Linked DNA regions of Mus musculus: all the other regions are linked to region 1. Evidence: chromatin contacts called from public HiChIP or PLAC-seq data. All regions are on one chromosome and are shown on one strand. Each heading gives the region's core, a stretch centred on a gene start, on an enhancer-like site or on the middle of the called end of the contact. The rest is flanking DNA. Distances are from core to core; before and after follow the strand shown. Region 1 holds the start of Slc9b2 (solute carrier family 9, subfamily B (NHA2, cation proton antiporter 2), member 2). Region 2 holds the start of Nfkb1 (nuclear factor of kappa light polypeptide gene enhancer in B cells 1, p105). Region 3 has its middle 39 kb from the start of Nfkb1.

What was found. HiChIP or PLAC-seq counts read pairs in DNA pulled down with a chosen protein or histone mark.
Region 2: an H3K27ac HiChIP or PLAC-seq map of embryonic stem cells shows a contact between it and region 1, with 4 times the contacts expected there. The contact joins the promoter of Nfkb1 here to the promoter of Slc9b2 in region 1. A contact is called at or near these places in 9 of 39 promoter capture datasets (the C10 cell line, the HPC-7 cell line, cranial neural crest and 5 more), 1 of 15 datasets of contacts at CTCF or cohesin (the NIH/3T3 cell line), 1 of 484 Hi-C or Micro-C datasets (nephron progenitors), 22 of 115 datasets of contacts at active chromatin or transcription factors (bone marrow-derived dendritic cells, bone marrow-derived macrophages, cardiomyocytes and 17 more) and 3 of 9 other capture datasets (adipose tissue, liver and macrophages).
Region 3: a contact with region 1 is called in an H3K4me3 HiChIP or PLAC-seq map of forebrain, with 6 times the contacts expected there. The contact joins the enhancer-like site here to the promoter of Slc9b2 in region 1. A contact is called at or near these places in 11 of 39 promoter capture datasets (the 3T3-L1 cell line, the C10 cell line, the HPC-7 cell line and 7 more), 5 of 15 datasets of contacts at CTCF or cohesin (the NIH/3T3 cell line, embryonic stem cells, hippocampal excitatory neurons and 2 more), 89 of 484 Hi-C or Micro-C datasets (the 3T3-L1 cell line, 3T3-L1-derived adipocytes, the 4T1 cell line and 62 more), 20 of 115 datasets of contacts at active chromatin or transcription factors (the NIH/3T3 cell line, bone marrow-derived dendritic cells, bone marrow-derived macrophages and 13 more) and 3 of 9 other capture datasets (embryonic stem cells, liver and macrophages).

The regions. Positions count from the first base shown.
Region 1 is chr3:135,305,424-135,309,008 of GRCm38.p6, forward strand. Slc9b2 (solute carrier family 9, subfamily B (NHA2, cation proton antiporter 2), member 2) reads left to right here and starts at 2,277. Exons shown (of 13, transcript NM_178877.6): 1 at 2,277-2,358. All of the region lies in intron 1 of Gm46826 (a long non-coding RNA gene), which reads right to left.
Region 2 is chr3:135,689,048-135,692,874 of GRCm38.p6, forward strand. It overlaps Nfkb1 (nuclear factor of kappa light polypeptide gene enhancer in B cells 1, p105), which reads right to left and starts at 2,500. Exons shown (of 25, transcript NM_008689.2): 1 at 2,076-2,500.
Region 3 is chr3:135,728,245-135,732,377 of GRCm38.p6, forward strand. No RefSeq gene overlaps it. Among named protein-coding and RNA genes, the nearest start is that of Nfkb1, 39 kb to the left of the region's middle. Within about 2 kb of position 2,792, at least 57 of the 459 cell types and tissues checked have an H3K27ac peak or open chromatin away from gene starts, as enhancers often do. A contact at or near this core is called in B cells, the C2C12 cell line, CD8 T cells and 11 more, where this site is marked.

The DNA of each region.
Region 1 (3,585 bases), core at 1,027-3,526:
GGATAACAACAGCACATGAATTAGAAAGTAGGCTCTGCATAAATGTAAGTAAATCAGTAACCTGAGACAAGTGAAATAAAAAAATTATTCTAGAAGTTTATGTGAATTTATGAATGATAACTCTATAAGCATTCTTTACAAGTGGTTTCTTTCAGCTTTAAGGTTGTGTGTGCAAGCTGTTTGTTGTTACCTCAAAAGATCATATCAAAACCAGCTCCTTACTCTCTGCCTTTTCTCAGAGAGACTGCATTAGCCAGGATAACTGTAGGCTCACAGTGAAGGGCTAACTCCACGTATGAAGATGGTGCAGATGATGGATTTGAATCGAAATTCACAACAAATGGGTGCTTGGACTAGCTCTGCCAACGACTCCCATGATAAGGTCGTTAGCGCTCTGGTCAGGTGTTCCACGAGCAAATGACAGACTGACCCAGCCACCCAGCTTGCCCTGTCCTTTTTGCTTTAGTTTCTGGTCTTTGTTTTTAGAAATCAGCTTCTTACTAGGTAGCTCACACTGGCTTTTATCTCACCATTCCCCTGCCTCAGGATTGCTGAGGTGCTGAGGCACAATATAGACTGTGCCACCATGCCTAGTTCTTTAGTTTATGAAATTAGGAATTTAGGCTAAATGCTTTGACTTTTGTTTGTTTTGTCTTGGGTTTTTTTTATTATTATTATAATCAAAATGCTGTAACTTCTTACCTAGTGAATGAATGAATGGAACAGTGGAGTTCCTAGAAAAAGTATCTACTCAGGACCTCTAGGACCAAGTACCCAGCACAAAGATTTATTTGCTCCAGAGAAACAGAGGGCAGGGAGTAAGACTCAAAGATAGGAGATAAAAGACAAGGGAGAGGGGGCAGGGATATTTATCCCAGAAGGTGATCAAGGACTGCCTCTGGATAGAGAGGTGACAGATGTGGCATACAGGAAAATGGCAGTTTAAGGTACAAGGGGAAACCTCATGTTAGGATGAAGTGTTTAATTTTAATCAGGCATGTTAATTAGATGAACCGAAGGGGCTTTCAATTGCTGGACTTCAATCCTTTGATAGTTGGACCTTGGTAGTCAGCCTCAGGAGAAAGAAGTGGCCAATTAAGGGAATGAGCCTAGGTGGCTAGCTTTAGGAATGGAATCTAATGGTTTTAGCAGTGCAGAGGGAAATGCCTGAGCCATGCTTGCCACCTCAAGCTGACCAGAGTCCCTTCAGGAGTAGAGCATCATGTGTGTTGTGAGCAGGAACACACATAGTTAAAAACAAATGAATTCGTTTAAACACAGTGACCTCTGCAACAGAGAGATGTTCCGTTACTTCTGTCAGAGCTCAGAGGTTACAAGCAATGAAACCAGAGTGAATCTAGCCCAAAAGTTCAATGTTTTCCACTCACGCCAATAAAATCAAGGCATATCAAATGAACATCATATGACCAAAGGGTTGGGGGAGGAAAATATGTCTTAGTTCTGCAGGAAGAGGAAGCCAATGAGAATGGAAATTTTTGCAAGTTTTAGAAAATGAGTTCGTTTTAGGAAAAGAATCATTTCATTTCCTCTGAGAAAGGGTACTGGATGGAGCCTAGGTTCATTCGGAGGATTTCTGTCTGGAATAGAAATGTGCTTAATACACCTGCATGCTTGAAATCCAAGACTGAACTTAGCACTTGCTCAAAGAGTAAGACCAGATAATGGACGAGAGCAACTCCTTTGAGATGCTCATAAACCCCCACTTGGACTTGGATGTATCTTTCTGCTTGGGAGAATTTCATCCCCTTACCCCTAATATTTAAAATCTATGTTAAAATCTCCTAACAAACTCCAACTCCGATTTAAACGGGGAGGGGGGGGGAGGGAGGAAGACACCAAACTGGAAGTCAGAAATAAAAAATTAAATGGCTGATGGGAGGGAGCGTTACAGTAAAACAACATAGCAAGAGGCTCACAGTGACAGACACTGGCCCAAGGTTTCACTCCGCCATTTGTCACCTGAAGGAAAGAACCCTGCCTGTGAGAAGACACTGAGAGTCCTGGAATTTGCGTCGGATTACAGAATTTAGGAGATTCAGGAACAGTGAGAGAGCCTGCTGCTCTTAGCCTTGAGAGGTGGCCAGAGGCTGCTGGAAGCTGGGGCGCGTGGGCCAGGGTCTCCCTCTGGCTGAATGAGCAGAGCCCTGAACTGAGAGTGTGCCCCGCCCTGCCCCTCCCTGCCCCGCCCCTCCCTACCCCGCCCCGCGCCACTGGACCTCCCTGTTTTCCGCCGGCCCCCAGCCACAGCACCGCCCTAACCTAGCACGCCTTGGTAAACCTAGGCTCAACTCCCACTCAACGGAAGCCAGGAGGCCTGCGCAGACTGCCAGCAATGAGGTGAGTAGCACCGAGCAAACAACCCATGCGCATAGCTGGTACGGGAATGTGTGTGTGTGTGTGTGTGTGTGTGTGTGTGTGTGTGTGTGTGTTCGAGCGGGGGTTTTCCTTGTTTTTGTTTTAGCTCTCAGTTTTTGGACTGGGTGCTGAGGATCTTCAAGTCTAGACCCTAGACAATGTGATGCCTGCTCAGAGCACGTGAGCTGTAGCCCTCTTACTTGCCAGGCATCAGCTTCTTGTCACACACTTGCTCAGACTCCGGTGAGATTGATTTCACCAAAACATTAACGGCAGGGAGCTTTAAGCCCCCAGCAAGTAAGGTGGACCGTGGAGCAGTTGCCTGGAGCAGGTCTACTCTCTTTTCCCTCTGAGACGGCCCCGCCCCTTAGCAGATACAGATGCTGCATCGTGGGTGGGTGCTGGATTACCGATTCATAGGTTTGAAGGTTCAGCAGACACCTGCATGTCTTCTCTGAGCTAAGCAGGCACAGGAGATAATCACGTGTGGATTGCATACCGTTTCCACCCTCCAGGAGTTCAGAACGCAGCTCTGGGATCAGAGTATGCCTAAACAAGACTTTAGATCCTGAGCATGCACGCTGCTCTGGGGACGTGGGCAAAGTGACAGCCCCCTGTAACTGTGATACACACCAGGAGCACAAGCAACATGGGGAAGAAAGATGTATTTCATATCACAGGCTCACAGTCCAAAGAAGGGAATTTGCGGTAGACACTCAAGGCAGGAACTAAATAGAAGCTATGGAGGGATGCTGCTTACAGGTTTGCTCTCTATGGCTACCTCGGTTTGCCTTTTTATAGGCTCCAGGACCGCCATGGGGACCCACAGTGGTCTGGGCCCTACCCCCCAACAAACATTAGTCAAGAAAATGTCTTGTCACACTTGTCTACATGCCAATCTGATGGAGGCATATTATTAATTTAGATTTCCTCTTTCCAGATGACTCTAGTTTATGTCAAGTTGACAAAAAACTCACCAACCCACTGACTAGGGCATGTTATATATTTTCTGGCATAAAAAGTCTTTAGGGTTACAACCCCATCAACTATATTCTCAGCCCTTTTGGAGTACCCACAAGAGGAATTAAGAATGAGCCAGAAGGAGAGCTGGAGAGATGGCTCAGTAGTTAAGAGTCCTGAGTTCAATTCCCAGCAACCACATGGTAGCTCACAACCATCTCTAATGGGATCTGATTTCCTCTTCTGGTG
Region 2 (3,827 bases), core at 1,250-3,749, 380 kb after region 1:
GTGGTTGCCAAGTCTTTCTCTAGACCTCTCTACCGCAATGAGCAATCCCTGAACGTCAACGAAGAGGCTTACTTCATCAGTTATCTGGAAGTCTGCGAGTCGTGAAGACAGCCCACAGAAATACTAGCTTCTCCACTCAGCCTCGATTCACCGGAAGGACCATGAAAAGGAACAGCACCAGTGAATCTGATGCGGCTCCCTTCCAACTCACTGCAGCTCAGTCAGCCTGGCTGAGCTACTTTTAAGGGGCAGAAGTCAAAATGGAAGCAGAAAGATCAAAGCAGTGCTTACAAAAGGGAAGGACTGTTTTCTGTATGTATACTCTAGTATTTACTAACTGGCTTTCAAACCCAGGGACATTTACAACCTCCTCAGCTCAGGTAATTGCCATCTGTGGCAAGCAAGAGGCAACTGAATTTCTGAACAGAGATAAGAGATAACAGAGATAATCAGGGTGCCACCAACCTTTAACAGGATTAAACAACTTTCTTTAAAAGTCTTTTGGTTTTGAAGTGGTTAGCGTTTCCCAGCAAGTGTAGTATTTTAGTGCCAGCATTAAGTGTACAGAGAAGCCTTCTTTTGTGTTCAAGTTTACTCAGTGTCTTAAGCCAAGAAGACATTTTCTCTAAGCTAGCAAGAGACTCCCAGAAGTATCAACAGGGACCAGAGTTGCCGAGTTCACATTCCCATCAATATGTGTGTTCTTGTAGTCATCCAGTGGGGTGAGAAATGTTAAATGCAACAGGAAGCACAGCTTTTTAAATTCCAGGCCTCTCAAGTTCATATGCAAAGCAAAGGACTTCGATGTAAATAATTTACATATTTTTTTCGTGCATCAAACAGCAAGAGGTTCCATCTCTAGAAAGCGCAATATTAAAATCAGGGGGAAAAAAACCCACTTCAGCAAGGACCTTACTTTAATCAAGTTTCTCTTTTTAAGGTCTGACGAACATTAATGCATTTTTTTTTTGCCACCCAAGAACAATCAGCTGAAGAGTCCTCTAGAAAGCCACCCAACTCTATCACCATCTCCATCTTTAGTACTAACCACCAGTCTGAGCCCCAGTATTTGATGCCATAGCCATCAAATGTTAATAAACACCACAAGTTGTTCTCAGCCCTAAAACAACAAAAATTTTAGTTAAATATGCTTACTTAGAAAGCTGCAGTGTTGGCCTTTACTTTTAAAAGTTCATTAAAAAAACAAAACAGATTAAATCTAGATGATGAAATCTTTTTATCATTTGTCCCACTTAAGTTTTAGACTCGACCCATAAACAGAGCCAAGATTGGTGTCTGTCTCAGAAGACCGAAGGAAGCCTACATGTAGCAGAGGCGTCATGTTTGTATCGTTTTCTGTTTTGGAGGTCAGGCACAAAACATGGTGCCATTATCCTAGAGTTTCCCCGTAATCAAAAGTCTGAAAGGTGCTATTAGTAGGTAATTTCTCTCTCAAATGCCAGCCCTGGAGAATCGGTGTGAGGCCCTCCTTATTATTTTGAAAATCAAAGTTGAGATTTGGCAGCTGAATGCATGATATGTGTGTGTATGGGGAGGGGGGGGTGTCTATCTCAGATTGGTAAGTGGGCCCCAGGTTCTCCCGAGGGACTGATTCTTAGGAGCTGGGAAGGGCTTTGCCAGCCAGGAGGACTGACAGGCACTTCTGCTTTCATTTCACTGACCGCCCTTTGGTGAAATCTGGCTGTGCACTGCACCAAGCACCTTTCTATCTGTCCTAGGCCGGTGGCGGACCTCAGCCTGGCCGCCACCACCCCACCCCAACCCCGCCGCAGGGGCTTGGGTACATCTTTCTAAAACTTTGCAAGAGTTCCTCTCCGCTTCCCGTTCCCGCCCGCGGAGACGCCGAGGGCCCCGCCAGCCGGCCCGCAAGGCCTCGGGGCCGCCCAGTGCGGATGTGCCCTTTCCCCGCAGCCGGGGCCGCTCGATCCGCGACTCCTGCTTGGGGCTCTCCCCTAGTCCCCCCCCGAACCCCGGGAGCTTCGAGCCAGTGGGACCCGCTGCACCGTGGTGCGGAGAGCTGGCGGCTCCGTTCCTCTACCTGCCCCGGGGCTTACCCTGGAGATGCGGCGCGGCCTCTCCTCGCCTGCGGGCTCCCGCTGCGGAGCGGCGCGGACCGGCGGGAGCCCGAGCCGGGTCGGGGCGCGGGCGGGCGGGCGGGCGGCTCAGCGGCGCGCCATGGCTGCGGCGCGGGCGGAGAAGCGCGGGGCGGGCCGGGCGCGGCGGGGCCCTGAGCTCCGGCCTGCGCTGCTAGAGCCGGCCCGCGAGCAGGCCGAGGGCGGCGGCGGCGGCGGCGGCGGCGGCAGGCCGGGGGCGCGCAGGGCACGGGAAGCCGTCAGCGCGCAGCCGGGCTGCTCGGGTGGCGAAACCTCCTCTTCCTGCCCGGCTCGCCTCGGTACTTCTCTCTCGTCCTCTCTCGCTCACTCTCTCACTTCCTGGCTGGAAATTCCCACTGACGTCGAGAGAGAGCAGACAGACGGACGGACCCACGCGCGCGCGCACAGCGGGGGCGGGAGGTGGGGTCGCCTCCGGGGGTGGGGGAAGCCCGCGCGCCCCGACCCGGCGCCCCGAACCCCAAGCCCCGCGGCGGCCGCGACGCCCCCGGGAGGCGCCCGCAGCCCAAGGGCAGGCCCGGACAGCTGGAGGCCACGGGAGACCGGCCTGGTCCCCACGCGCTGGGCACAAAAGTCAATCTCATCTGCTTGTTCCCTCCTCTGGGGGTCTCGGCTACACTCAGATCGCTCCATAGAGCGGACAGGAATTTCGAGATCGTAGCTGAGGTTCTCTCCAGAGAACCATGAATTTATATTGGGTCTGGATGAAGTCTTCAATCCGCTCGATTATTTCAGCCACAGCGCATTGTCCGGCCTGTGTGATCATCGCTGTGGATGGAATTAGAGCGACAGTGAGACCCGCAGTGTTGGTTCACAGCTCATAAATCCTTATCCGGCTCAAGGGAGGTTATTTTTCTGGAGAGGCCTCCCACTGATGACCGTTTGCGAGCATTTGAGCGTCTTTATTCTTTGGGCAAAGTGCCTCCATGGGCCAGGAATGACAGCCTGGGGCTAGGTAGCTCCCAAGTGAGTTTTGACTTAAACCTATTTTAGAGTTCGGGGGTCTCACTACTGAGTTCAAGTGGAAATACAACTTTGAAAGGCCAGGGATCAATCAGGTAGTGAGCATGCAGTTTTATTTTGGTACTTAACCCTCCGCTCAGCGTTCCACTTATGAAGTTATAAAAAACCCTCTCAGTGGGATGTTGTTGAGGGAAACACAGGTGCCCCCCCCCACACTGTATATTAGAGAGTCTTTAAGTGACCTTAAAGAGCCCTGTAATCAACCTTAAAGCTATATCATTAAATTGTAGAGACCGTTTTGCCATCTAGAGTTCAGAGGCTTCCTATAGATGGAAGACAACGATGGTTGTTATTATTTATGGGACATTAGAAATTGTAACCTACGGGCCTGGGAAATGACTCAACAGAGTGGTCGTTGGGATCTTTAGCATTCCTGCAGGTGGGGGTATCTGTAACCTCAGCGGACAGTTGGACCTGGAACTCATTGGATAACTAACAAAGCCAAGCGCTGAGTGACAGAAAGTGACAAACACAGACCTCTGTGAGAGAGAGTGGGGGTGGGGGGGACAGAGGGAGGGGGAGGGGGAGAGGGCAAGAACTGTGTCCTTGTTACTATTTAGCACATTGCTATATAGTATATAAAATGATTCTTTTCCCTGATGATATAAATACAAAGCCTGAAAGCTCTGGTGAAACAACAAAGTATAAAGTGTTTGTCTTTCCTCTGAGGAC
Region 3 (4,133 bases), core at 1,542-4,041, 420 kb after region 1:
TAGCAGGGAGCCGTGGGTCCTGGTATTTGAACTCAGGTTGTCAGGCTTGGCATTAAGCACCCTTACCAGCTGAAGCCCTCTCACCAGCCTCTGCTGCGTTTCATCCACAAGAACAGAATCCCTACCCAAATTGTAAGAACAGTGATGAGCAAAATGCCGGCGTGCTGATATCCTGTCCTGTTCTGTTGAGCAGTGGCGGAGAATTTTATTGGTTAGAAATTATCGCATAAACCGCTTACCCCCGCAACGGGCATTATCCCCGATCGTCGGGAAGCTTTCTGAAAGAGGGTTGAGTAAAGTCAGGAGAGTCACCCTTTTTGCCTAAGCCAAGTTTGCCCCACTTTTCCAGCCTTCCTTGCACGTGGCTTGTTGAATGAGCATTTAAAGCAAATGTATGAGATCGCAAAATTATACAGCCTGCCAAGCTTCCTGGGATAATTACCGTTGTCAAGAAGCTTGTAGAAGTAGACATTCTTCCTTAGAACCAAAGATTCAAAAAAAAAAAAAAAAACCAGAAGCGCAATGAAGCCACGGGGGCCACGGGAGCCACGGGAGCCACGGGAAGTTTGAAACCAACTCCACACTGCTGTGTTTCTTTTCAGGGTTCAACATCCAGACATTTTCACAGAAACACTAGTTAAATAGTGAATCTCAATCCCTAAATAGACCCCTGCACACTAAAGTCAAGAAAGCAATTTCCACTTTCTCCATAGGGAGCATGCCAAACTCTGAATAAAACAATGAAGAAGAGTTTGCCCTCTTTGCCTCCGCTGGGACTCAGAAGTCAGAAGCAAACCGTGTGCCAGGAGGAGCACGTTGGGATCTTCTTACCAGACAGGACCGGCATATCAGCCCTGCTTGGCAAAGCCCCACTCTCCCTGGGTGTGTGAGCGGTTGTGCTTGCTTGGGCAGCCCAGCTCCAGGACACAGCAAAGAGGCCACAGGTCTCAGGAGCCGCCAGAATGGAGCCTGTAATCTATGGCCTTGGCTTTCTGTATTCTTAAATGTTTGCTCTGTGTTTTCCTCTCTGTAAAGCTTTGCAAATATAAACTTTCATTGTGACTCAGTTTTCTTTACAATCACATGTGTGAACTAAGGAGATTATTATGTTCTTTCATACCTCACCTTGGGCCAATGTAACACTATTCGTTAATACTGAGGCTAAGGTACTTTATATTCATAATCTCTCGTAAAAATACATCATCTCTGTAATTTGGAAAAATTCATTACAGGATTGGGAGGGTGTCTGATGATAATGTTGAAAGACACCGTGAAACGCTTTTCAATTACCTAAGAATTCTTTCTTCCTCCCTCCCTCTTTACTGTCTCCCCATCTCTCCTCTCTCTGATTTCTTCCCCTCTCTTTCTCAGTCTCTTCCATCCTTCCTTTCTTTTTCCTTCTTTTTTATCCCCCCTTTTCCTATTAAAATGATCTCAGCCTGGAATAAACATTGTTGCGAAACTGGCCAGGAGTTTTGCCAAGCTGAACACAGAACACGTCAGCTGTTTTCTGGAAAATAACTGCCTCATGTGACAGTGTCTATTATTTTAATTAGCACCGAGGCACGCCTCCAAGGCATTTCAACAGGTCAGGGTTTCTTACAGTGGCAATGGCTTTTTATTTCCTGATATGCCAATGAAGCAGATAGCTGACATCTGATTTTTTTGTCTCGGTGAGTAAAATGGTTGTTGTGATGATGCAGCCTGGACTTGAAGAAGTTGCAAACATTCCTTGTTACCCAGAGGCTATGGCACAAGCAGCCAGAGAGCGCTCCGAGCACTCACAGGAAGTGATAGCCAGGCCCTTCATTTTGGCTATCTGGGATGTTCTTTGCCATAAAGTGTTTATGACATATGCTCCTTGGGGTATCTATATTTCCAGGATATGTACATGTCTACCTATGTGTGCTAAACTCAAGAAGGGTTAATTCCAAGATCTGAAAGTCACTCTGTGAAACTATATCGTGAACACACATTCAGCAATCCACAAATGTGTAAGCCATGGTTTTAAATAGTGGTCGGTTGGGGAACAGACGCCCATTTCCTCCCACCCACTGCTCCCTAACATTGCTGTGGGGTGAGCTGGAGATGCTGATACGAGTGTTCATTTGAGAAGGAAACGGTTTATGATTGCCATGCTGCATCTCACAGAAAACAGTGTATAATTGGATTCCCGAATATAGCGAGCGAACACATGCATCATGTTTTCTATGTGGCTAAAATGACTTGCCATTTTTATTGTAGAGACTTTGCAGGGGCTGGAAGTGTGGAAAGAATTGTTTCTTAGGGTGTGGCAGTCACTGAGGTCAGTCACTCTGGGAATCTGGGTCTTAGAATGACCCTGATGAGAAGAAATTTATCCTCCCTCCCTCCCTCCCTCCCTCCCTCCCTCCCTTCCTTCCTTCCTTTCCCCCTTCTCCCCCCCTGTCTAAATGAATTACAATACCAACCAACACTTGGACATTCCAAGGAGCTATCAGTTGGGCACTAGAGCCACATTCAAGCCATATTCTGGAAACTATCCATCACCATCTGTGAGCTGGAAGGACTAACAGTATTTGCTTACATTAGTTATTTATAATGCTGCTCTCTCCTTTCTTTCATTTTTCTCATCCCTCCATCGCTTTATGCGGACAAATGGTGCAGCTTTGGTCGGTGGTCAGAATGCACGGTCAGTCTCCTTTGCTTTCCCTTAGAAAGTGTGGCTTTACTCATTCAGTGTTCAGTGGGGACACGCCCAGCTGTCAATCACCATTACTACTGCTATCACTCTTCAGCGCTTTACCTCGTTCTGTAATGGAATCTAAGGAAGGCTTCACTCACACAGTGACAGTGACAGTGACAGTTGCATTCCCACCCTTGTGGGGACACAGACGGTTCAGGTGACGGACCTGAGTCACCTCCTAAATGACACATTGTGGATTTGTATTTCAAGGTAGATTTTTATTCATCAACAGAATAAAGTAGTAAAATAAAATATAAAATAAAAATAAAAATAAAATAAATAAAAAATAAAAAAATATGATAAAAAGGAAACGGGATAAGTTAGTGAATGTTCACGACTTTAGGGTAAGGTTGTGGTTTGTTGCGATTTCTATGTTTTTATTTTTGTTTTTGTTTTTCGAGACAGGATTTCTCTGTGTAGCCCTGGTGGATGCCCTTGAATGTGAGCTTGCTTTGTAAAGGCTTTCAGAGCTCATCTAAGAAGAACTCTAGCGCCACCTCATGCCCAATTTCGAGAATTACCTGGTTAACTGTATTGAGAGATAGTTTTAAGATTGATCCAGCCATTAGGTGGCGCCGTGGACATGTACATTAAAGCCACAGCTCAGAACATCTTGTTAGATGTGGTGAAAACATTATTTCTTTCTTTCCAGGTTAAGATTTTTTTTTCTTAGTCTATGACTCATGGGAGTCTTAAATACCTTGTATTTATCTCCTGAGGTTTGAAGATTTAAGGTTTTAAATAGTTTAGAGCAGAATCTTCTTTCGCCCCACCCACATTTTTCTCAAACGATCTCAACATGAAGAAAAAATTTAAAGCATGTGTACAGATACGCAATACAAAGACTCAACACCTCGCCCGCACAAAGAAAGGAAAACAACTAGACCAGCCAGATTGACTAGTTTATAACAGGGCTTCACCATGCTTAGAAAGTGCGGTGGTAACTTCTATTTCTGTGCACCTGATCTGGTTAAAAACCTTATCACATAGGAAGGACGTTGGGCTGAGGTGAGGACTCAAGGCGGAGGGACTGACGATGGATCCAAGGGGGGGGGGGGAACCCAACAACGCTAAAATAGAAAGATTAAAAAAGGGAATCACTTACGGAAGAATGCTTGATTTATTCTATGGATGCTTTAAGTCTCGTTTGATTTTAGTCCCATCAAAGTTGGTGCCAGTCACAGTGGCAAGTGAAGTGTCCTCCATCTACTCTAACAAGCAGAAACAGATGTAATCAACTTACGTTCTCTCCCACCCAAAGAAGAATAAAATAAATCAATGTTCAAAAACACAGCGACCAAGCCTGACCTGAGTGAGGTCGATACCCAGCACACACACACACACACACACACACACACACACACACAAACACACACACACACACACACGGTGGAAGGAAGCCACTCCA